7 separate regions of the Mus musculus genome follow, and all the other regions are linked to region 6. Evidence: chromatin contacts called from public Hi-C and HiChIP or PLAC-seq data. All regions are on one chromosome and are shown on one strand. The core of a region is the stretch at or near the end of the contact, and the rest is flanking DNA. Distances in the headings are between cores, read along the strand shown. Region 1 has its middle 180 kb from the start of Gm34482. Region 2 has its middle 130 kb from the start of Gm34482. Region 3 has its middle 150 kb from the start of Gm34482. Region 4 has its middle 110 kb from the start of Gm34482. Region 5 overlaps Gm34687 (a long non-coding RNA gene). Region 6 has its middle 94 kb from the start of Gm42291. Region 7 has its middle 59 kb from the start of Gm26144.

The links. A called contact is a pair of places that touch in the nucleus more often than the background predicts. HiChIP or PLAC-seq counts read pairs in DNA pulled down with a chosen protein or histone mark.
Region 1: a contact with region 6 is called in a FOXA1 HiChIP or PLAC-seq map of pancreatic cancer cells. The contact joins two enhancer-like sites. A contact is called at or near these places in 1 of 15 datasets of contacts at CTCF or cohesin (large pre-B cells), 2 of 484 Hi-C or Micro-C datasets (epidermal suprabasal cells and uterus) and 4 of 115 datasets of contacts at active chromatin or transcription factors (T-cell acute lymphoblastic leukemia, bone marrow-derived macrophages, large pre-B cells and 1 more).
Region 2: a contact with region 6 is called in a Hi-C map of bone marrow-derived macrophages, with 6 times the contacts expected there. The contact joins two enhancer-like sites. A contact is called at or near these places in 2 of 15 datasets of contacts at CTCF or cohesin (large pre-B cells and pro-B cells), 9 of 484 Hi-C or Micro-C datasets (B cells, bone marrow-derived dendritic cells, bone marrow-derived macrophages and 4 more) and 3 of 115 datasets of contacts at active chromatin or transcription factors (bone marrow-derived dendritic cells, bone marrow-derived macrophages and large pre-B cells).
Region 3: a contact with region 6 is called in an H3K4me3 HiChIP or PLAC-seq map of bone marrow-derived macrophages, with 6 times the contacts expected there. The contact joins two enhancer-like sites. A contact is called at or near these places in 1 of 15 datasets of contacts at CTCF or cohesin (large pre-B cells), 4 of 484 Hi-C or Micro-C datasets (bone marrow-derived macrophages, cerebral cortex and granulocyte-monocyte progenitors) and 4 of 115 datasets of contacts at active chromatin or transcription factors (bone marrow-derived dendritic cells, bone marrow-derived macrophages, large pre-B cells and 1 more).
Region 4: a Hi-C map of the N1E-115 cell line shows a contact between it and region 6, with 14 times the contacts expected there. The contact joins two enhancer-like sites. A contact is called at or near these places in 1 of 15 datasets of contacts at CTCF or cohesin (large pre-B cells), 6 of 484 Hi-C or Micro-C datasets (the N1E-115 cell line, bone marrow-derived dendritic cells, bone marrow-derived macrophages and 1 more) and 3 of 115 datasets of contacts at active chromatin or transcription factors (bone marrow-derived dendritic cells, bone marrow-derived macrophages and large pre-B cells).
Region 5: a contact with region 6 is called in a Hi-C map of uterus, with 5 times the contacts expected there. The contact joins two enhancer-like sites. A contact is called at or near these places in 7 of 39 promoter capture datasets (the 3T3-L1 cell line, 3T3-L1-derived adipocytes, the C10 cell line and 2 more), 3 of 15 datasets of contacts at CTCF or cohesin (the NIH/3T3 cell line, large pre-B cells and pro-B cells), 34 of 484 Hi-C or Micro-C datasets (3T3-L1-derived adipocytes, the AML12 cell line, the C10 cell line and 21 more), 2 of 115 datasets of contacts at active chromatin or transcription factors (fibro-adipogenic progenitors and large pre-B cells) and 1 of 9 other capture datasets (embryonic stem cells).
Region 7: a FOXA1 HiChIP or PLAC-seq map of pancreatic cancer cells shows a contact between it and region 6. The contact joins two enhancer-like sites. A contact is called at or near these places in 4 of 484 Hi-C or Micro-C datasets (the C2C12 cell line, the HL-1 cell line, adipose-derived mesenchymal stem cells and 1 more) and 2 of 115 datasets of contacts at active chromatin or transcription factors (large pre-B cells and pancreatic cancer cells).

What each region holds. Positions count from the first base shown.
Region 1 is chr4:55,774,890-55,777,716 of GRCm38.p6, forward strand. No RefSeq gene overlaps it. Among named protein-coding and RNA genes, the nearest start is that of Gm34482, 180 kb to the right of the region's middle. Within about 2 kb of position 1,367, at least 10 of the 459 cell types and tissues checked have an H3K27ac peak or open chromatin away from gene starts, as enhancers often do. A contact at or near this core is called in pancreatic cancer cells, where this site is marked.
Region 2 is chr4:55,822,674-55,825,606 of GRCm38.p6, forward strand. No RefSeq gene overlaps it. Among named protein-coding and RNA genes, the nearest start is that of Gm34482, 130 kb to the right of the region's middle. Within about 2 kb of position 1,533, at least 34 of the 459 cell types and tissues checked have an H3K27ac peak or open chromatin away from gene starts, as enhancers often do. A contact at or near this core is called in B cells, bone marrow-derived macrophages and pro-B cells, where this site is marked.
Region 3 is chr4:55,804,024-55,806,803 of GRCm38.p6, forward strand. No RefSeq gene overlaps it. Among named protein-coding and RNA genes, the nearest start is that of Gm34482, 150 kb to the right of the region's middle. Within about 2 kb of position 1,463, at least 28 of the 459 cell types and tissues checked have an H3K27ac peak or open chromatin away from gene starts, as enhancers often do. A contact at or near this core is called in bone marrow-derived macrophages and granulocyte-monocyte progenitors, where this site is marked.
Region 4 is chr4:55,842,376-55,845,172 of GRCm38.p6, forward strand. No RefSeq gene overlaps it. Among named protein-coding and RNA genes, the nearest start is that of Gm34482, 110 kb to the right of the region's middle. Within about 2 kb of position 1,511, at least 23 of the 459 cell types and tissues checked have an H3K27ac peak or open chromatin away from gene starts, as enhancers often do. A contact at or near this core is called in the N1E-115 cell line and uterus, where this site is marked.
Region 5 is chr4:56,680,804-56,683,776 of GRCm38.p6, forward strand. All of the region lies in intron 5 of Gm34687 (a long non-coding RNA gene), which reads right to left. Among named protein-coding and RNA genes, the nearest start is that of Gm26144, 3.3 kb to the left of the region's middle. Within about 2 kb of position 1,573, at least 1 of the 459 cell types and tissues checked has an H3K27ac peak or open chromatin away from gene starts, as enhancers often do. A contact at or near this core is called in uterus, where this site is marked.
Region 6 is chr4:56,220,965-56,223,700 of GRCm38.p6, forward strand. No RefSeq gene overlaps it. Among named protein-coding and RNA genes, the nearest start is that of Gm42291, 94 kb to the right of the region's middle. Within about 2 kb of position 1,252, at least 165 of the 459 cell types and tissues checked have an H3K27ac peak or open chromatin away from gene starts, as enhancers often do. A contact at or near this core is called in B cells, the C2C12 cell line, the N1E-115 cell line and 5 more, where this site is marked.
Region 7 is chr4:56,618,531-56,621,277 of GRCm38.p6, forward strand. No RefSeq gene overlaps it. Among named protein-coding and RNA genes, the nearest start is that of Gm26144, 59 kb to the right of the region's middle. Within about 2 kb of position 1,476, at least 46 of the 459 cell types and tissues checked have an H3K27ac peak or open chromatin away from gene starts, as enhancers often do. A contact at or near this core is called in the C2C12 cell line and pancreatic cancer cells, where this site is marked.

The DNA.
Region 1 (2,827 bases), core at 117-2,616, 450 kb before region 6:
AATCCTACAGTGGCCACGTCAACTGGTTGCCACTTCTCTGGAGCTATACCCAATGTGGGTGACAGAGTCTAGGAAGAGTATCCCCAATCCTCCTGGGACTCCCCTCATTCCACAGCTGACCTAGACTGAAGGAGAAGGGCTCAGATGTCACTCTTCTCTTTATCTTTTCTAGCACTCCTGATGGGAGTCTGTAAGAGAGGAGACAGGCCACAGATCACAGACTCTTGCTTAGAAACAACTATGGAAAGATACTTGAATGGATTTTCAAGATCAATCTCAGAGGGGAGTTCTTTTTCCATCTGTCACCAGGCAGAAGTTTCTTTATACCTTATGTCTGTTGTTTGCTAACTACCTTATGTCTCTTATTTCCTATCTCTTTGAGTTGGAACAAATAATATGACATCCCCAAACCATGATTTCTATAGTTCTAAGTGAGGATGGGGATGGATTGCAGTCATTGTCTGAAACTCTATAAGGTTTGGGTGACATAGTTCTGAGTGGAGAGCATCATCTTGTGTTTTAGCTGCACCTCAATGCTGCTATCCAGATAACAACACTGCCAGCTGTCCCAACAGATGGATCTGAGTGTATCATGGTTTGGGAATAAAACTTTACTTCTTATCAATTAAGCTTTCTATGTGGGTGACCCTGGATCTGACCGGGAAGCCTTTCCTGCAATGAGTCAGGACTTCAGCTCCTCTTCCTAGCATTCTTTTTCTTACTTGGAGGGTGGTAGAGTAAGATATGTCACTCCTTCTCACTGGTGTGGAGTAGTCAAATGACCCCTCTAAGAAGCAGGGGGTGCTGGGAATGAAGGGTCGTGATGTGAGAGTAAGAGTCTTCTATGAAAGGAGAGAAGTTATTTCTGGGAAGCAAGCACTATCTCTGTCCTAGATGAGGGACTATTGATGTAGAATTAAGCTTTAGATAAATGAATCCAGGTTGATATGGTGACAATATGTCAACATATTTATGTCCTTTGAGTTCGTGCTAAATCTCAGGCGGGCAGATCCTGCCCTGCTTGGCACCTGGATCTGAACAAGAAAACATGTGGGGCTGATGACTCATACTTGTTTGGATCTCAGAGAGGATGTCTTTGAACCCTTCACTTCTGCGAGGAGGTGAGAGGTCATCTGTCTGCCCTCTTTGACACCTTCACCTAGTGACCTTTTGGGGCTTCAGACACCTTCACGGTAACTTGGAGTGAGATCCGTACAAACTGTCCTTGGATTTGACTGTGTCTGACTCATCACAACTCTGAGTGTGAGAAAGCAAAAACAGACCAACTGCAACGGGATGGTGCCATCCAGACCTGGGTCCTGTAAACAAACTGTGACCCACAGTCAAAGCATGTGCCTAGTACGTGGGGTTGAGTGTGAGACCTGACAGCGAGTACCAGGAGCTTCAGACAGTGCAAAGGCACAGCCAGACCACATCCTGTGCATGATGGGGAGGCAGGATGAGGGGAAAGAATGTCTTTACATCAGGAACAACTCAGGTTTGTAAGTCTAGATAAACATTGGTTGTCCTTTCTAAGTTTCGGTTTCCCAAAACCGAAAAATTGGCATATTGTAGATTCAAAATGCTTTAGGAATTCATGAGTCAATATATTCCAGCACCCAGTGCAAACGCTTCTATGTACAAACACAAGTAATATTTTCCCCTATTCCTTCTGTGTGGTATAAGGGAAGCTGTTACTCTTTCAGTTAATGAATATGAATAATACCAATAACAACCTTGTTTCAAGTTCCTCTTCTGAGCCACATATTTCTTGCAGCAACTATAATACTGACAGTACGATTTCTACTTTAGAGACCCAGTCACCAAGAGTATACCAGGGATTGGAAGGGATAGACATTTTGCTACTGGGAGAGAGAGAGAGAGAGAGAGAGAGAGAGAGAGAGAGAGAGAGAGAGAGAGAGAGAGAGATTGAGAACAGGAGAAATAAAAAGCAATGGGTGCTCAGAGGGGCTAGTAAATGTCATGTCTAATAGTCTAGAGGCAAGGTCTCTAACCACACAGCCCAGTCTTGGGTAAAGGAGTTTCACCTGAATCCACTGTCTTGGTTTTATTTATCAACAACATTAAGAAAGAGCTCCCTAGTCTTGATTACATGGCAAAGGTGATGCCTATGCCCAAGATTTGCTGCTTGAAATGTGTCTGTTGAGTCCAAATCACCAGCATCTCTGGGAATTTGCTAGAAATGTTCATTACCAACCTTACCCTCCAGACTTTCTGGATCAGAATCTGCATTTTCACAATATGCCTAGAATAGCTATCAGAAAGACCAGAAGACTAAAAATTGCCCCCTATAAGGATTAATTGATGATTCCCCTTTTCAGGGACCCCTGCCCTCCAGGTCACCATCATCTCTTCCTTCTCCTCCTCTTCCTCCCCATCCTCCTCCTCCTCCTCCTCCTCATCTTCATCAAGGAATCTTAGCCATTTTACCTATCATTCCCTTCTTTCATCCCCTCCCTTTCTTGCTAGAATCTTCTCTTCAACAAGTCCCTTCTGTGTGTTGACCCACTAAGTTTAGTTTCTTGCCCAAGCATGAGTGGGAGCTTAGATTCTAGAAAAGTGCAACCTGTCAGTGACTGAACCATGAAGAACTGACACACCCCCAACAATATTAACTGCCAATAGTTTTAAGGAGGAGTGAGTCCTCACAGTCCCTCCCCTGTCAGTTTGTCTTGTTCAGGTCTTGAACACAGTGGGTTTTTTTGGTTTGTTTGTTTTGTTTTTTGTTTTGTTTGTTTGTTTTAAGTAGGATTGTCCTGCTCTCGAGTGCTCTGTGACTCTTGATCCTGATGATTTGGGAGAAGAT
Region 2 (2,933 bases), core at 283-2,782, 400 kb before region 6:
TAGACCAGGCTGGCCTCAAACTCAGAAATCCACCTGCCTCTGTCTCCCAAGTGCTGGGATGAAAGGCATGTGCCACCACTGCCCAGCTTTTTCTTCTTTTCTTAAAGTCCTTGTCTGTTCCCAAAGTGATCCTAGAGAGACATATTATCCCATGTCAGCAGCTTCTCTTTCTTTGTTCTTTTGAAGATTCCATCCTTGGGTCTCTTGACTTCTCACCAGCAGGATAAACTGAAGGGCTACAGGTTTTCTTTGCTTCCTGATGTCCATCCAGGTCCCAGCCAGAATCCAAGCAGCTGTGGAGATGTTCAGTTCCCTTTGGTCTCTTGGTCACCATAGAACATGTCTGTTTCCCAAGCCATCAGGCTACTTGTAAGCAAGAGAACATTAGGAACGACAGCTGGCTGAGGCATCTATAGTCTGAGTTCTCATCTTGACTGCTACTGGCCAGTTATCACTCACTAATACGTTGATATCTCACTCTTCCAAAGAGGCTCTAAAGTTTCTTTATAACTATAGGAAATAAAAGTAGAAATTATGAAGATAGTAGGGGCAGGGAAAACAGACTCAAGAATGACAGCAAAACAAATATAAACCGTTTGAGTAGTTCTTTCTGGCCACATTTGACCTTGAGTTTCCTAGCCGTTGGGGGAAACAAAGAAATGCCTCAGGTGAATGACATTATCTCTAAATCTGAGTTTCACTGTGGCTAAAATGAAACTAAAAACACTGACATCATAGGATCGCCCTAAGGATGAAATGAAGGTGGAATGTGAAATTCTTAAGTGTAAATATCTTATGGTAGGATCTGAGTTTAGGTGTGTGAATGTGTGTGTGTGTGTGTGTGTGTGTGTGTGTGTGTGTGTGTGTGTACATCCACACATGCGTGCACACAAGCATGCATGTATGTAAGAGGACTGTATCATATGTCATTCCCCAGGAGCTGTCTACCTTGGCTGTTGAGATAGTTTCCTGGTGCCTGGAGTTCACTGAATAGCCTAGGCTGGCTGGACAATGAATCCCTTTCTGTATCTACCACCCTTGCACCAGGGTTATAACCACATGCCATTATGCTTGACTTCTGTATGTGGCTTCAGATCCTCATACTTACAAGGCAAGCACTTTGCCCTTACCTCCCCAGCCCTGTGTACTGCCTCAGAGCTCATATCCCTTTCTCAGTGTGGTACAGGATAAGCCACGTGGATGCATGGTTAACTCTTACTCCAATGGACATGTGCAGAAGGAGAACTTGTCTCAAATAGGATGGCAGGTAAGGACAAAAATGCTCCTCTGTGTCTGTCCTTATTCCAACCCACTTGCCAGGAAGAATGGACCTCGACGGAGCAGAACTGCAGAGTTGGAAGGGAACAAGCTGAGCCCATCAACATCTCTTTTCAGGATGGTGGTGGGGAATGAGTTAGAGTTGATGTTCTCACTCCATTTTTTTCTTAAAGGACTCACTCAGAGGAGGGTACAAAGACGAGATTAAGCTAAAGGGGACAACACTGCTTTATTTATAGCTTAAGGAAGTGAAAGTCAGTCTGCGCTCTGGCTCACCGTTGCTACACACTCAGCCACCCGAGGATCCTCTATGCCTCTCCTCCCCTCTGCTGGCCCTGGCAAGCCAGGCCCTTGCCACAGCACAGCCAACAGCAAGAGCTCAACTACTCTATACAACGGACTGCTGTGAGAAGAGAATCATGGTGGAGAGGAATGTAGGGTTTGAAAGGGTCTTGTTTTCCTAAGTGCTTCTATGTTTTGACACAGCATCTTCTTCAAGCCCATCTCTGGGCTATTTAAAACATGGAGAGGAGTTGCCTTCCAAGTGTGCACATGTGCTCTGGAACCTCTGTGGAATACTGGTTTATTTTGAGCGGCAGTGTTTGACACTCTGATCCCAGGCCAAGGTCATCATGAGGCCTTTTTCTGCCTGTTCCCGAGCAACTGACAGCCTACATTCATGGCAGTGAACATGAGTGAGGAGCTCTCAAGCTAGTTCTGATGAGGCTACACCAGCTGAATGGTTACAAGAACCTTTGCCTGTCCACCTTCATTCTCGTGTCTCATTGGCCAGGGCAAATGCGTATTATTAGCCACCACCTTATTTGCAAGATCATGCAGAATAATGAGTAGGCCAGCCTACTCAAGGTCATGGTCATAAGCTCACAAAGGTACCAGACCTCATGCTCAGCATTGCTTCTTTGATACTGTTACATTCTACTTTTTTGGGAAGAAAGAAGGGATCACTGAGGAAGAAACAACTGATTGTAAACCCCAAACTAGTCAACAAATTAGAGACAAACTTTATTTCCTCCAGTCTGTGGTATGGTCATTCAGTGGCATCTCTGGTGTCACCAATTGCATTAGCAGAGTGCATATCAGGGAGAAGAATGCTGACTTGCATTTTCTGGGTGGGGTTAGTACAACATGGCAAGCCTGAACTGTTCGTGAGGTCTTTAGCAGCAAAACCTGCCTCTCTGTGCTTCCTCTCTTCTTTGTCCCATTTCCCTTTCTGAGTTGGTCACTTGGGGTGCTCAATTCCATGCACATCTGTGTGCACTTGAGATCTGAAACCCCACCAGCTGCAGAAGCATGCCACTCATTGTCATTTTTGGAAACCAAAAATGACCGGTCACACAACAGTGATTAGATAAAGCTTGTAATTAGTGTTTGCTGTAGTCAGCGACGTGGTATTTTAGGGACAAACAGCCACTCGGTGCTACATATAGCTTGGAATTTGTGGGTTTGGTATAACCCACCATTGTATGGTCAAGGAAGCAAAGGAGAAAGGGGAGACAGAGAATAGATAAAAGGAGAGAGGTTAGGAAGGCCCCTCCCACCAACGGACTTAAAAGGTTAAAGGACCCACAGAACTTTGGAGTGGACTTGCCTCAAAGTGGTACCCATTAGATGTCAAGGACTGCCTGGGTCCTTGA
Region 3 (2,780 bases), core at 213-2,712, 420 kb before region 6:
GAAACACTGCCCTGCTCTACTCTTCCCGGCCACTCCAGTTCTCTGTGCTCTGTTACTTTTCCTGCTAAGGCAGCACTTAAAGAGCAGGAAGTCTTGACACTTGCTGGGAAACACCAGGTGGAGGCCAGGAGAGGAGCGAAAGGGTCCTGGGAGGCTAAAGAAACCTAGAGAATGACAACTGCCTAAAAAGACTGGGCTGCAGGCTGTTGGTAGGGCAGGAGATGAGGGAGGTCACAAGGGAATGTGCTGTAAAGTACTCATGAATATTATGTACAACTTTAAGAGATGTTTTACCTCGGGGCTGGGGAGATAGCTCAGTTGGTCAAGTTACTCACTCTGTCAGCACAAAGACTTGAATTTGGTTCACAGAACATAGGTGAAAGAACTGGGTATGGTGTTTGCAAGAACTGGGTATTGTGTTTATAATCCAGTGCTGGAAAGGCACAGACAGCTGTATTCCTGGGGCTCACCAGCCAGCCATCATAGCCGAAGTAGTGATCCCTGGACCAGTGAGGGACCCTGTCTTGCACAAGGGTGGACTGACATAAGAGGCTGACCTCTGGACGTCACACACATATGAAGCTCTCACATGTGTACACATACACGTGCATGTTTTATCATCCCAAACATGAAACTTGCAATTAGAGGGTGAATAAAAAGCACAGGACCCTGGGACCCATGGTAATGAAGAAAGTCAAGATGACTTATAGGTTGAGCCTTTCACCTGTCTCTGACCTTACCGGTTTACAGTGCATATTTTCACTATTAGTGAGTGTCAACATGTAAGGTTCATGGACAGGGTGCCTAAGATGCCGCTGTGCTGCCTTACCGTGCCCTGCACTTCCTTTGTGAAAGGTTCTCAGGCCTTTTGCGAGTGAATATGTGGATGGTCAAGTGACTCTTCAGGCACACCCTTGACTGAGTCATGGTAGACTCTCAGAATTCCTCATAAAAATGTTATCTTATACTGGACCATATGCTTGCTGGAACTAGATTAGAACGAATTCTGATGAACTATTTTATTGAAACGTACTGTCAGCATTTATGAATTGGTTATATATTGGATCATGATTGTGATGATGGCTCAGTCCACTGGGTTTTATCAGAGTTTAAGATTGGCCGAATTATTTGTCTTCTATGGGCAAGATCAGTCTCCCATTGCCTCTTTGGATTTAATGAATTAGCTTTTTTTTTTTTTTAAACAAAATCTCATGTGGCTGGGGCTAGCCTTGAACTCATTAGGTAGCCTGAGATAGCCTTGCCATCCAGATCCTCCTATCTCTACTTCCTGAGTGCTAGAGTTGCCTGTATGCCTTCATGCCTAGGTTCTCTTCGGATTTAGAGTTCAGAGACACCCAGCTTGTTCCAAGCATCACCAGCTTCTGCTCACAGGGTACAAAGCAGAAGCATTGCCTTCCCACTGTAGCCAGAGCAGCTTCTCTCTCTAAAAGGGGACATTGCTCTTTCTGTTCTCTAAATAGGCAGTTCTGGCCCTTTGAGGGCCACAGAGAAGTCAGTTCCCGATTCAGGGGAAGCAGGAGCAGGCCTGAAGCAAGATATGAGTTTCTGATGCTTGAATTTTTTTCTATAGACTTCTCCCCCTCCATCCCCTTCCCTTTTCTCTCTCCCCCCTTCTCTCTTTCTTTCCCCCCCTCTCTCCTTCTCTTTCTTTCCCTCCCCCCTCTCTCTGGGCATGCAGCAAACTGGTGAACTCAGAATGTTTTAAATTTGGACTAGTCACTCTATAGAAAATGACCAACACCAACAGGAGCGAAATAAGGCAAGTCCGTGTGGCAAGCCGCTTTAGTGCATAGTTGTGAAACAGTGCTGGCTTTGTCAGTTGCGATTGACATTTTCCATGAATCTGTTCTGGTGTCACCTTTGTCTCTTGAAGCAGATGTGGCAAGCTCTCAGTTATAAGGGACAAATGAGAGTGTGTGAAGCACAATGACAACAATGGCTCCCACTGTCCATCAAACAACAATGGCCATGGAACCCTGCTTCTAAGTTATGCTCCCAACAACTGATTCCACAGGGGAACTGCACAGGTTTTAGCGACACCACAGACCTAGAAGCTCCCTTAAGCCAGTGCTAAGTCATATGAAATGAACTAGAAAGCACAGGACAATAGTATTGAGTTGGCTCATGAGAAATACCAAGATTCTAGAGTCTTAGAGCTGCTTGTTCTGGGGTGAGAGGTAACGTGGTGGCGGAGAATCCAGCCCAGCCTCCTCTTGTATTTCACATCCCACATGCCTAAAGTTGGCTTGGTAGACTCCTGTCTCTGGATAATCCCAGCCTCTGCTTGCCACCTTATGTTTTGTGACAGAGTTGCTCCTTGAGTGTGGGGCTAATTGATTGGCTGGCCAGTGAGCAGACAGTGTCTGCTTTCCCAGCACTGGATTGCAGGAGCACACTGCTGGATCCAGATTTTATGTGGGTGTTGGGATCTAAACTCAGGTCCTCCTGCTTGTGTAGCCAACACTCTACCTGCTAAGCCATCTCTCCAGTTTTCAGAAGCAGATTTCCATGTTAAAAAAAATTCCTACATCTTTGGAGTGAGTCTTTGGGCTATAAACGTGACACATGGCTGCAACAAATGGAAGCCATTTACATTTCAGTAATACTTGCCCCATTTTTGATGAAGCGGTCAGCTCCCAGGCATATGGAGAGGTCCAATTTGTAGCCTTTCCCCCTTTTCCCACCTCGCTGAGCCTTTTCCCTTTTAGGAAGCTTCTAGAAGGAAATGTACCTGACTCGATTGTTGGCTGTCTTGAGGG
Region 4 (2,797 bases), core at 261-2,760, 380 kb before region 6:
GTCTGATTCTTAGTCCTCCCATGCTGTATCTCAGGGTTCTCTGCACCCCACATAGCAGTTATTCATGCTCACCCTCATGTCTTTCACATATTTGCACACCTCCTAAACACTTTCCAGAATTAAAGCAGTCTGATGGCTTAAGAATGCAAAGACCCATAGCAACTTAACAATTTGTATAGTCCCAGCCATTTGTGAACCACAGCAGGATGGGGATGTGCGACATCTAAACTTCATCGACAGGTTTGAAATCACTTGGAAGATGCATTTTTTATTAAAAAAATATTCATTTATTTTTTTTGTATGTGTATTGATGTTTTCCTGTGCATATGTATGGGCATCATTGGTCATGCCTGGTGCCGGCAGAAGCCAAAAGGGAGCACGGGATTCCCTGGAATTGGAGTTATTTACTGATGGCTTAAAGCTGCCAAGTTGTAAACTGATCTCAGCTCCTCTGCAAGAGAAGCAAGTGCTATCAACCATAAGGCAGTCTCTCCAACCTCTAGGAAACGCACTTCTCAGTGTTTCTTTGAGCGCATTTCCAGAGATGCTCAATTGTGGAAAGGCCTACCCTAAATGTGGGAGGTATCACACCTAGATAAGCGTCTCAGCCTAAACAAACAAAATGGCAAAAAGCAGAAAGCCAGCTAGGCATGGTGTTCATCTCTCTCTGCCTCCTACCTGAGGATACAACAAGAACAGCTTCATCACATTCCTTCCAACATCCCTTCCATGCCAGGATGAACATGATTCTCTGAAACCTTTAGCCAAAATCAGCCATTCCTTAAGGGGCTCTCTTATATCAGATGCCTTCAGAAACAGAAAAGGTAGTTGCTGTAGGACCCTCATTTCTCTCAGCCCAAGTAGCAGCAATCAAAGCTTAGGGCCTAACACAGGGCCTAACAGGCAAAAAAATCACATCCTCTCTCCTTGTTCTTGCTTCCTCTTTTATACAAATAAAAATAATAGACTTATGATATTAATACAAGCTTATAGCTTGTGCATAAGCTTGCAATATTAATGAGAAGTGCTTTTGCAAAGAATAGAAGTCTTCATAAATATTCCTTGAATGTCCTGTGAAATGGTAGGTGTATATCCATCAGGCAAGGCATGTATTTCCACCAGAACCCTGTTGCTACACTGGAGTTTTTCATTTGTTCACTAATGAAAGCACAGCATGGTACAGATCCCATTCAAAGTGCTGTCAAATTTACCAGTAACATTAGGGAGACACAGGTATTACTCTCATGTTGCAGAAAACTAGGGCTACTGATAGGTAGAGCAGGGTCCCAGTCCTGCGATGTATCCCAGCGAACCTTCTGGGCCCAATGGGAACTGAGCCCAGTGGGAGGAAAGCATCAGGAAACTGAGCCTCCTTGGGTTAAAACTGCAACAGTGTTTCCAGCTGGGCAGTCAGATTGAGTTCCAGGATTTACTGGGACTATGCTCCCCAGCTGGGCTGGACACAGTCTTGCATCCTGCCTCCGTGTGCCTGGCGGGTGACAGGGAAGATTTGGAATTTCTGGGGCTGAGCTGGCAGTGATCTCCTCGAGCCAGGAGTGGGGCTGCTCTGATGAGTAGATAATTAGGATGCTTCTTTCAGCTGCAGATAAAGTCCAGAGCCTCACTCCAGCCATTATCCTGCCAACCCTAATAGAGCCAGATTGATGGATACAGCACGGAGGGAATTTGGAACATTCTTGCTCACACTATATCACACTCAATAACCGCTCGTGCACAATGTGGGACTTTTATAAGCCATTACAAAATCCATTTTGAAACGTCTCTGGGTGCGACAGCCAGCTGCAAAGCATCTGAAGTATCCCTGACATTTGGGCTTTGGTGGAGCTTGCGAGAACACAGAGAATGGAGAGCAATGGCGAGAGCACCCGAGCTGGCCAAGAGAATCGCATCATAAGCTCAGCAGATGGTAGCACTACAGCCCACTGTTCATCTTAGAGTGTACCTCAGCAAGAGCACTAATCCTTCTTGTTAGACAAGAACAGAAACCCCCCTACACCCCTAAATGCTTTCCATATGTTCTATTGTCTTCCCAGCACTTCAAGTCTACCTCAAAAGCCCCCAACTTAGCAACCTTCATATTAATGCTAAACATATTACATCAGTTCTAACACTGATATGTTTAATATGAATACAATTAAAGTTACTCCAACATAATCCTGATGAGATAAACAGCACTGCTTTATTATAAACGTCCCTGCAAGGTCCCTTGTAAAATATTATCAATGTTAATAGGAGCCCCCTCCACCCACCCAGATACTTGGGCTAAACAATGCCACTGCCTCCCTACTAATAACAAATATGTCCAGCGATTTAAACATCGGTACATCCAATGTAAACACCATTATAGCTAATGTAAAACAGTTACCCGGCCTCAGCTCCACAAGCCTTCAACCAGAAAGCTTCGGAAGAGAAATAACTGTTTCCTCAACAAGGATGCATTACAGCCTGCTGGTGCCATTTGCAATAGATTACTTAAGCCCATAAAGAAATGAAAATTGCAGGCCTGCTTTGAGCCAGAAATGATGAAATCGGAGAGCACAGGCACAGTATAGCATGGCATAGGCCTGCTTCTACCCAGGGAATGTGGGCCTGTGAGGTTGGGGCAAACTCTCCCTGAGTACAATATACAGCCAGAGAAGCCCAGCACCCAAGCCTTGTTGGTCCTGTCTCCAGTTCATGGCTTCTGCTCACACAGGCATGAAGCCCAAGACTGACCTGCCCAGAGCTGATGACTTGGTTGCTCAAATATGTGCATAAGGTTAGCTAGCATAGCATG
Region 5 (2,973 bases), core at 323-2,822, 460 kb after region 6:
CAGCCTTGCTGTGGTGGCACCGTGCTTGCTATGCTGTGTTTGGTTGATGTCCCTGGGAGGCCTGCTCTGTTCTGAGGGGAAGTGGAGTTGGGGTACACCCGAGTGGAGGAAAGTGGGTGAGGGTAGGGAAGGGAGGGGATATTACAACCGGGATGTCATATATGAGAGAATTTAAACAAACAAACAGAATGAATGTCCGCACATAGAAAAGTGAACTAGATCACAACCTCTCACCTGTACAAAATCAGCTCCAGATGTGAGACCCAAAATACTCCAGAAAGGAGGGAAGTGTAGGGGAAATGCTTCAAAATACAGGCACAGGCAAGGACTCTTTAAATGGGTTTTCAGTCACTCAGAAAAGTACGGTACCAACTGACAGTCAGACCCTCAGAAGATCAAACTGCAGAGCTTAGGAGGCGGTCGGGTGAAGAGACAATGACTGAATCAGAAAGGAAACCTTTGCTAGCGAGCAGGAGCCTGCATGTGCCCACTTCCCCTATCCCCAGTTCATAAGCCCGGTGACTCAGAGGATGGCAAGGCCTGCCTCTGGTCTGAGTGCAAATGCCTGCAGTGTGTGCAGAAGCTAGTAACTACAGCTTCCTCCTGCTGTGTGTTTACAGCCTGGGACTGCTCGCCTACAGAAACCTCCTATAGTCCAGCTAGCCCCACGCCCTATGCTGGGCATAATAAAAACCGAGGTCCCAGAGTGCAGTTGTGTTATTGACACAGTTCCACTAAGGTTCACACAGCCTGTCTGATAGAAGCTTTTCAGTGACCCTGTGTCTCTCATCTCCATCCCTCACTCTTCCTTCTTCTCGGGACACATGGCCTAAGACACTTCTTCTTCTAAAAAAAAAAAAAAAAATCTATTTATTTACTTACTTATTTATTTGTGTACACTGTAGCTGTCTTCAGACACACCAGAAGAGGGCAGCCCATTCACGTTTCCACACTAGGCCATGTTGGACGTGGCAGATTATTAACTCTGAGGGAGACAAGTGCTTACTAACACACAGTTGTGGGAATGGCAGTGTAGCTCAGTGGTAGAGCAAATGGTTAGTATGCACAAAGCACTGGGTTCAATGCCTGTGATGGCGAAGGAGAAGAATTCAATGCTACCATGACTGCATCTCGTGTTGCTTTGCTTAAATGTGTGGTCAGGCCCCCCTGTACACTGGGGACATTGCCGCAGATGTTGCCCTGTCTCCAGGACTGTTCCATCTCTGCCCACTGGGGCCTTGTTTTATACTCATGTGCAGGTTTGCATGGCTGGTCCTCACATGGCAGAACCCACAGACACCCCACACCCCACTCACCCCCACCCCCATTAAAAGCTGAGCCTAGCGGTGGCTTACAGAACTGTGGATCTGTCCACCAGTCTGGGTACTAACTCAGAAAAGCACAAGTTTTCCCTTTTTCTTTTTCCTTTTTCTTTTTTCTTTTCTCTTTCCTTATGATATAGGCCAAAGCCTCTGACACTTGGGGCTTCCCTTCCTCCAGAGCACCCTGCTCTTTCCCTACACAGATGCTTGGCCTGCCGCCATTTTGCTAACCTTCATGCCTAACTCATAAGCATGACTTTCTCTCGTCCTCCCTTCTCCCCGTCTCTCCCCCAGCAGCTGCTGAGACTTAAAGCATGCCTGCCCTGTTGTTGTTTTTCTCTGAGACTCTAATAAAATTGTCCATGAGCTTCCAAAAACAAAATTGAGCCTAAGTGAATTTGTGTGTTATTTTCATTAAGGATCCTTTGAAACGTCTGGGCTATGAACATCCGAGTTGGCCATCCATTCATGGTGGGGGATAAGAAAACAGACACTTTGCACATGTCACGGGTGGCTTAGTGCATATGCACCACTGATGACTATCTTGCTCAGAGTGAACTCTCCAGTCCAGGTAGCCCTGGAGAAGAACAAGGGTGAGACCTGCAAATGCTGACATGACCTGTGTTTCAGAAGTGTCTTAGCAGGGCTGGAGAGATGACTCAGCGGTTAAGAGCACTGACTGCTCTTTCAGAGGTCCTGAGTTCAATTCCCAGCAAACACATGTTGGCTCACAACCATCTGTAATGGGATCCGATGCCCTCTTCTGGTGTGTCTGAAGACAGCTACCGTGTATACACATAAATAAATAAATAAATAAATAAATAAATAAATAAATAAATCTAGAAGAAGAAAAAGGAGAAGGAGGAGGAGGAGGAGGAGGAGGAGGAGGTGGTGGTGGTGGTGGTGGTGGTGTCTTAGGCCATGTGTCCCGAGAAGAAGGAAGAGCAAGGACTGAAGATGAGAGAGGCAAAGACATCATAAGTCTCGCCATCATGGCTGACCACGTGACCCAAGGGATAAGACTAAGCTCAGGGTGACTGCCACAGTTTCTCTTCACACACACACACACACACACACACACACACACACACACACACACATACACACACACACACACACCACAAAGCCTGCTGGCTGGAGGGAAAAAACCCATAAAGTTTTGGGGGTGTCTCCTGTCTTCCCAGACCACCAGCACAGCTCATCCTGTCTTCACTTCCAATTGTTTGTGGTCCTAGGCTCATAAACTCCAGGATTCCTGTTACACTTCAGCATGCCACAGTTTGCTAGGAAGCAATGATTGAGCTCCTACTGTATACCAGCTGCAACTCTAAGCCCCTGAAACCCTACTTTGTCAAAACTGCTGCTGGGTATACCTCCCTAGAATGTCATCCATGCCCTGCCTACCAGGTTGGCAGCCTCAGCCTGCACAGCTCACACTGGAGATGGCATTTTTAGGACAGGTTCCTATGCTCCATTGTGGGGGGAAGGACTTATAAATGAAACTAAAAGCCAGGGCCAAGCCTAGAGACACACGCTGGGTCACCATGAAGCTGTTGTATGGCATTGTGCCAATCTTTACTGCCAGCAGAGATGGTCACATGAAGATGTCCACCAGAGTAACTCACCTGGGCTGTGTGCTGTGTTTCAAGCA
Region 6 (2,736 bases), core at 2-2,501:
GACAATACGATGAAACACCAGGACACTGAATAGCTAAGTCTCAAGTTGAATTAGTGCAGTGCCTTTGTCTTTGTGAAGTTGGATCTACTGGAGTTGTACACAGAAAAGGAGCTCTGCATCTCCTCTTTCTGTCCCATTTTTTAACCAAGCCTTTCTTCACTGTGGTTTTAGCTTCAGGAGAAATTAAACAATGCTAGTTTTAAAGAGACCATAATCTAGGCAAATTCCATTCATCCTTTGTCTCCTTTGATGATCACAGTAATAGGTTAACTCTCCCCTTTCCACATGGAAGGTAGGACAACTCTGTGGAGTTCCCAGTCTCTTTTGGGCCTTTGCAGTAAACTCTCTTCTGTTCAGTTAGACATTGCTTCACTCCTACCTGGAAGAAGCCTTTAGACCCAGACTGTGTGAGCACAAATCCACAAAGGACTTGCCCCAGGTCCTAGAGCCAGCCAGCCTAGAGGTTTAGATTGTAAGGCTCCAGAAACTTCAGGCAGGGCCCCCCTGCCCTTCAGCCCTTTCCTTACACATAAAAAAAAATCAAGGTCAAGAGAACCCTTTCCCAGAGGGTCACACAAACCTTGAGTTTGACAAAGAACCCTCAGAGGCTGCTCTCTTGATGGCATTTCTAACCAGGGCTTTTGTGCGGAGAAGATGGCATTGGAGGGAGCCTGGCATTTCAGGGGCTTAGCTCCTGTTTATCCTTGAATCTTCTTGGAGTCCCTGAGGCTATAATATCCATTTAGAAAGATTAAAGAGGATGTGATCGGGCCAGGACAGAAAGAGAGGTAGGGAGGTAGAGGAAGAAGAAAATAGAATTCTCTAGGACTTAGAATTAAGAGCCTAAGATGCCTCCTGAAGAGGATGCCCTCCTAAAGACACAGTGCTCCTTGGGAAGTCTCCAGCAGGTGAAAGGCTTGGATGGGCCTTTTTTTTTTCCCTCCATGAACTTGGTTTTTCTTTCCCACATTCTCAGGTGTGCTGGGAGGCCCTGGGAAGCCAGCAGACTTTTTCAAAAGACACTTCCACCTCCTAATCTCTTTGCCTACAAACCAAATATTGATCTATTTAGTAAACCAGCCAGTGGAGGAGAGCTTGTATAGCCCTGTTTATTCAGCAGTTGGGCCCCCCTGACAGCTGTTCACTGGGGGATTATGAAGTCACGGCAGTAATTACACTATAAACAGGGGATGGGGGAGAAGAAAGCCAGAAAGTGAACTGTGAGCTCTGTTACCAGGCAACATAAAATATGTAACCGGAAACCCAGCAAGCACGTACATTTCCCTAAAAGCCTCCCAGATGTCCTCACTTTGGGGCCAATGTTCAATTTCAGTTTCGATTTGTTTATTTATCCATCTTCAGATTGAAGACTGGAGCTGAGAATGTTGGAAGAGAAAAGAAACGAATCGAAACAAAACAACAAAACAAAACAAACTGCAGGGGAGAGTAGAGTTGAGCATTCCACCCAGTGTCCCAGCCTACAGGAGAAGGCTGAGGCCCCAGGTCCCTGCTATAGCAAGCTGTAGAGATCAGTGCACAAGGAGGTGGCTAACCCAGGCTTCTTCAGCTAAGACAGCTACAGGATAAGCAGCAAGGGAGAGAGAAGAACAGAAAAGGAGAGAGTGAGAATAAGGAAATAGAAACTGGAACCCACATAAAAGAAACCCTGGAGTCCCCTCGGCCACAGCCCCACCTAGTGGTTGCCCCATGTCGTCATAGACTCTAGTCCCTAAGGCATCCAGCAGCCCTGACTTTGTTCCAGTAGCTTTATCAGAACATGCTAATGCTAAGCTCACATCAGGTTCCCTGTTCTCAACACTTCTCCAAGCCTGTTTATTAAGATTCTAAGTTCAGAAGTGGATGCTCACGGTCAGCTATTGGATGGGTCACACGGCCCCCAATGGAGGAGCTAGAGAAAGTACCCAAGGAGCTAAAGGGAACTGCAACCCTATAGGTGGAACAACATTATGAACTAACCAGTACCCCGGAGCTTTTGTCTCTAGCTGCATATGTATCAAAAGATGGCCTAGTCAGCCATCACTGGAAAGAGAGGCCCTTTGGACTTGCAAACTTTATATGCCCCAGTACAGGGGAACGCCAGGGCCAAAATTGGGGGGGGGTTGGTATGGGGGACTTTTGGGATAGCATTGGAAATGTAAACAAGGAAAATACCTAATAAAAACAGAGAAAAAAAAGATTCTAAGGATCTGGAAAAGGACTTCAGAGTCCCATCAAGATTTGTAGCAAAGACCAGGATGACCTGTGTTTAAATTGGCCTGGCTTCTTCCAGTGCTCTACATGAATCTTGTTGTTTCTCCATGTTCCACGTGGAGCATGCACGCCCACACATAGACACACATTGGTCCCCACCTGGAAGAACACTTCTGTTGAGTCCTGTATTGTAAGCTAAACATTAACAGATTGGGAATATTCAATCTGGACAAGCTTTATCTAAAACAGAACAACAACACAATCAACATGACATGAACCACATTGGTGCTGTCTGTCAAGAATGCTGTCCACCAGTATTTTCAGACAGGATAGCTCAATAACCTGGAATTTACCAGATAGGTAAACTGGCTGACCAGCAAGTCCCAGGAATCTATCACTGCTGCTTCCCCTTTGCTGGGGTTACAAAGAAACAACCATGGCCATGTGGGGTCTGGGGATCAAACGCAGGACCTCATGTTTTGCTTTATAAACACTGTATCTCCCCCGCTCCCGAGAGTCTGGTAT
Region 7 (2,747 bases), core at 226-2,725, 400 kb after region 6:
GAGCCAATAGGTAGCGTTAAAGATAAGAAGACTCAGACACACCCTGCAGAATGTCCCGAAAGTGCTACCTCCAAAGAGGAACTGAGCTTTCTGGAACCAGAGGTGGGCAAGCACACAAGTCGACTTCTGGTTGAAGGTGCTGCAGAGCAACACATGGGCTGTTGACCTAAAACATGAGCCCTGTGTGGTGGTTTTAGGCGGTAGATGAATGGCTAGTTTATTTCTGTAGTTGTATGGTGATTGAGCCCATGTTCTTAATTCAAATGAGGTTGCGTTCACTTAAGTCAATCAGAATTTAAAAGAAAAGAAAGTCATCCAGAGGTTAGAGAAATGGCTCAGCATTTACACAGCATGCACCGCTCTTCCGGAAGACCTAAGTTTACTTCCCAGCACCCATGTCAGGCAGCTCACAACCACCTATAACTCCAACTGCAGAGGATCCAGCACCTTCCATTGCATTCTGCTGACACTTGCACTTACATGTATATACTCAGACAAAGACATACATACACACAAAATTAAAATAAATTAAACCCTTTGTAAAAAAAAATCACCAAATAAGTAAGAGACGTGCAGACTTAGCAAAAGTCATGACTGACAGCTGCTGGGGCAGTGTGGGCAGGAAGTCCTCCTACCAGCCCCAAGGCCCTAAAAGCAGCAGAGAGTCCCTCCAACACACTCTCCAGCCCAAGGTCACTTTCACTTTCTGTTCACCTTCCCACAAAGCACGGTCCCAAGCCCTCAGCTACTCTGCAAATCACCTTTCACATGTGCAGATCTAAGTAGCAAGAAGTTCAGTTCTTCTCTGGAAGTAGTAGCTCTTCCAGAAAGTTCTGCAGGTTGTGCCTAAATCTTCTGGCCTGTAACTCTAAAGAAGTATCAGCCAAAGTCCCAGGGTAATTGGATCTGCCTGACTCGGAAACAACCCGGTACCTTGGTATCTTTGCTTTCCTCCTCCCCATCCAAACGCACCTCTCTTAGACTCTTGACAATCTGCTTTCCTGTTAGAAGATAGAGCTGTTGAGTAGATGCTCTATCCTGGGCTATTCATACTGCCTCCATCTACAGGAATGTGCCCTTATTGAGTGTTATCTTGTACAGTGTATTTGAACCTCAAAAGGCAAATACCTACCAGAGGTAAGGATATTAAGTTTTAATGCTTAACAGGACTTTTTAGAGAAATTTCTTTTTTGTTCAGGAAGGACTTTTGGGTTCCCCCAAATAATTCACAGTTCTATTAGAATCATATGTTTCCTCTTCACAGTTTAGAAAGCACTTTCAATACCTTTTTTTTTATTCTGATTCTCACAGTAACCCAAAATGAGTCTTGTATTGATTATCTTCATTTGGGGGGGGGCTAGGAAATAAAGATCCAGAGGGGCTGTTTAACTTTCTCAAGGCCACACAGCTTTCAAAACCACACCCAAATAAATCCCTTCATGCCAAACCCATAGCTCAATCCACTGTACCACACTGCCCTCCAGTGTCTCAAAGAAAGGACTATTGCCAGCCATAAGTACAGTATGCAAAGATCCATCTCAGGTTTGAGAGATGTCTGAATTTGGATGCTAGAAGTTAGTTTTAGAGTGATTCTCACTCAGTTCCCTGCTGACCCTCAAAGAGCCAAGAGGTTCCCTCAACTGCCTAAGACATGTAGGGGACATCTGACTGTCCCCTAAATGGGACCATACAAGCAAAGAGCTTCTACAGTCTAGCATGTTCAGTATGCGCTCAACCCTCCATGGACAGTCTGTTGCTACACGTCACGTTTCCATCCGTGGTCCTGGAGAAATCTGAAACAGCTAGCTGAGCTGAGCATCCACACCTGGAACCTATATCCCCACTCCTCACATCGCATCTAAAACCCAAGTGCACACTGCTGCTTGCTTGGCCTTCAGAACTTTTGTGAAATGAATAATTTCAGCAAAACGTATCTTTGTCTAAGACAGTGGCTCTCAACCTTCCTAATGCCGCAACCCTTTAATACAGTTCCTCATGTTGTGGTGACCCCCCCCCAATCAAAAAATTTTAATTACTTCATAACTGTAATTTTGCTACTGTTGTGAATCATTAATGTAAATATCTAAAATTTGACCGCCAAGGGGGTTGTGACTCACAAGTTGAGAACTGCCGGTCTAAGGGGAAACTCAGGGCTTTAAGAGGAAAGGCAATAAAACCAAGATTACTAACTGACCACCTCTAAAGCACAAAGCATCTCAGGCTTTATATCCTCCATGTGTTATCACCATGTGCCCTCAAGTGTCCGAGCTTGTCCCCATGTGAGACTTTCTGTACCTTGCTCGGACCACACAGATCACGAAGACAAAGTGCTGAGCCACGCGACTCATTCTGTCTGGGGACAAGTCAGTGTGAGCATGTGCCCTGCCCTGCTTGGGTGTGCAAGGCTCCAGTCTGCAAGCTCTGAGGTCAGCATTCTGGGAGAGAAGCAGTGTTCTAGATGAACAAGGGTCTGAGAGGGGACGTAGTAGAGAGGAACAAACTGAAGGACGGACAATTTGGAGGACAGAAAACCAAGGTTTCCCAATGCAAGTCCAAGTTTTTCTGGTTCTGTAACTTTCCTTCTTTTATTTTTTTAATCATTTGTCCATTTTTTCCATACTCTACTTTGGTCTCTTTCCTATTAATTAATTGATTAAAATGATTAATTCCTTCCATAATATTAACAGTGTCTTCATGATGTTTGTGGGAGCATTTTACCCTCGTGTACTGTCTTTTAGCTGTGATGA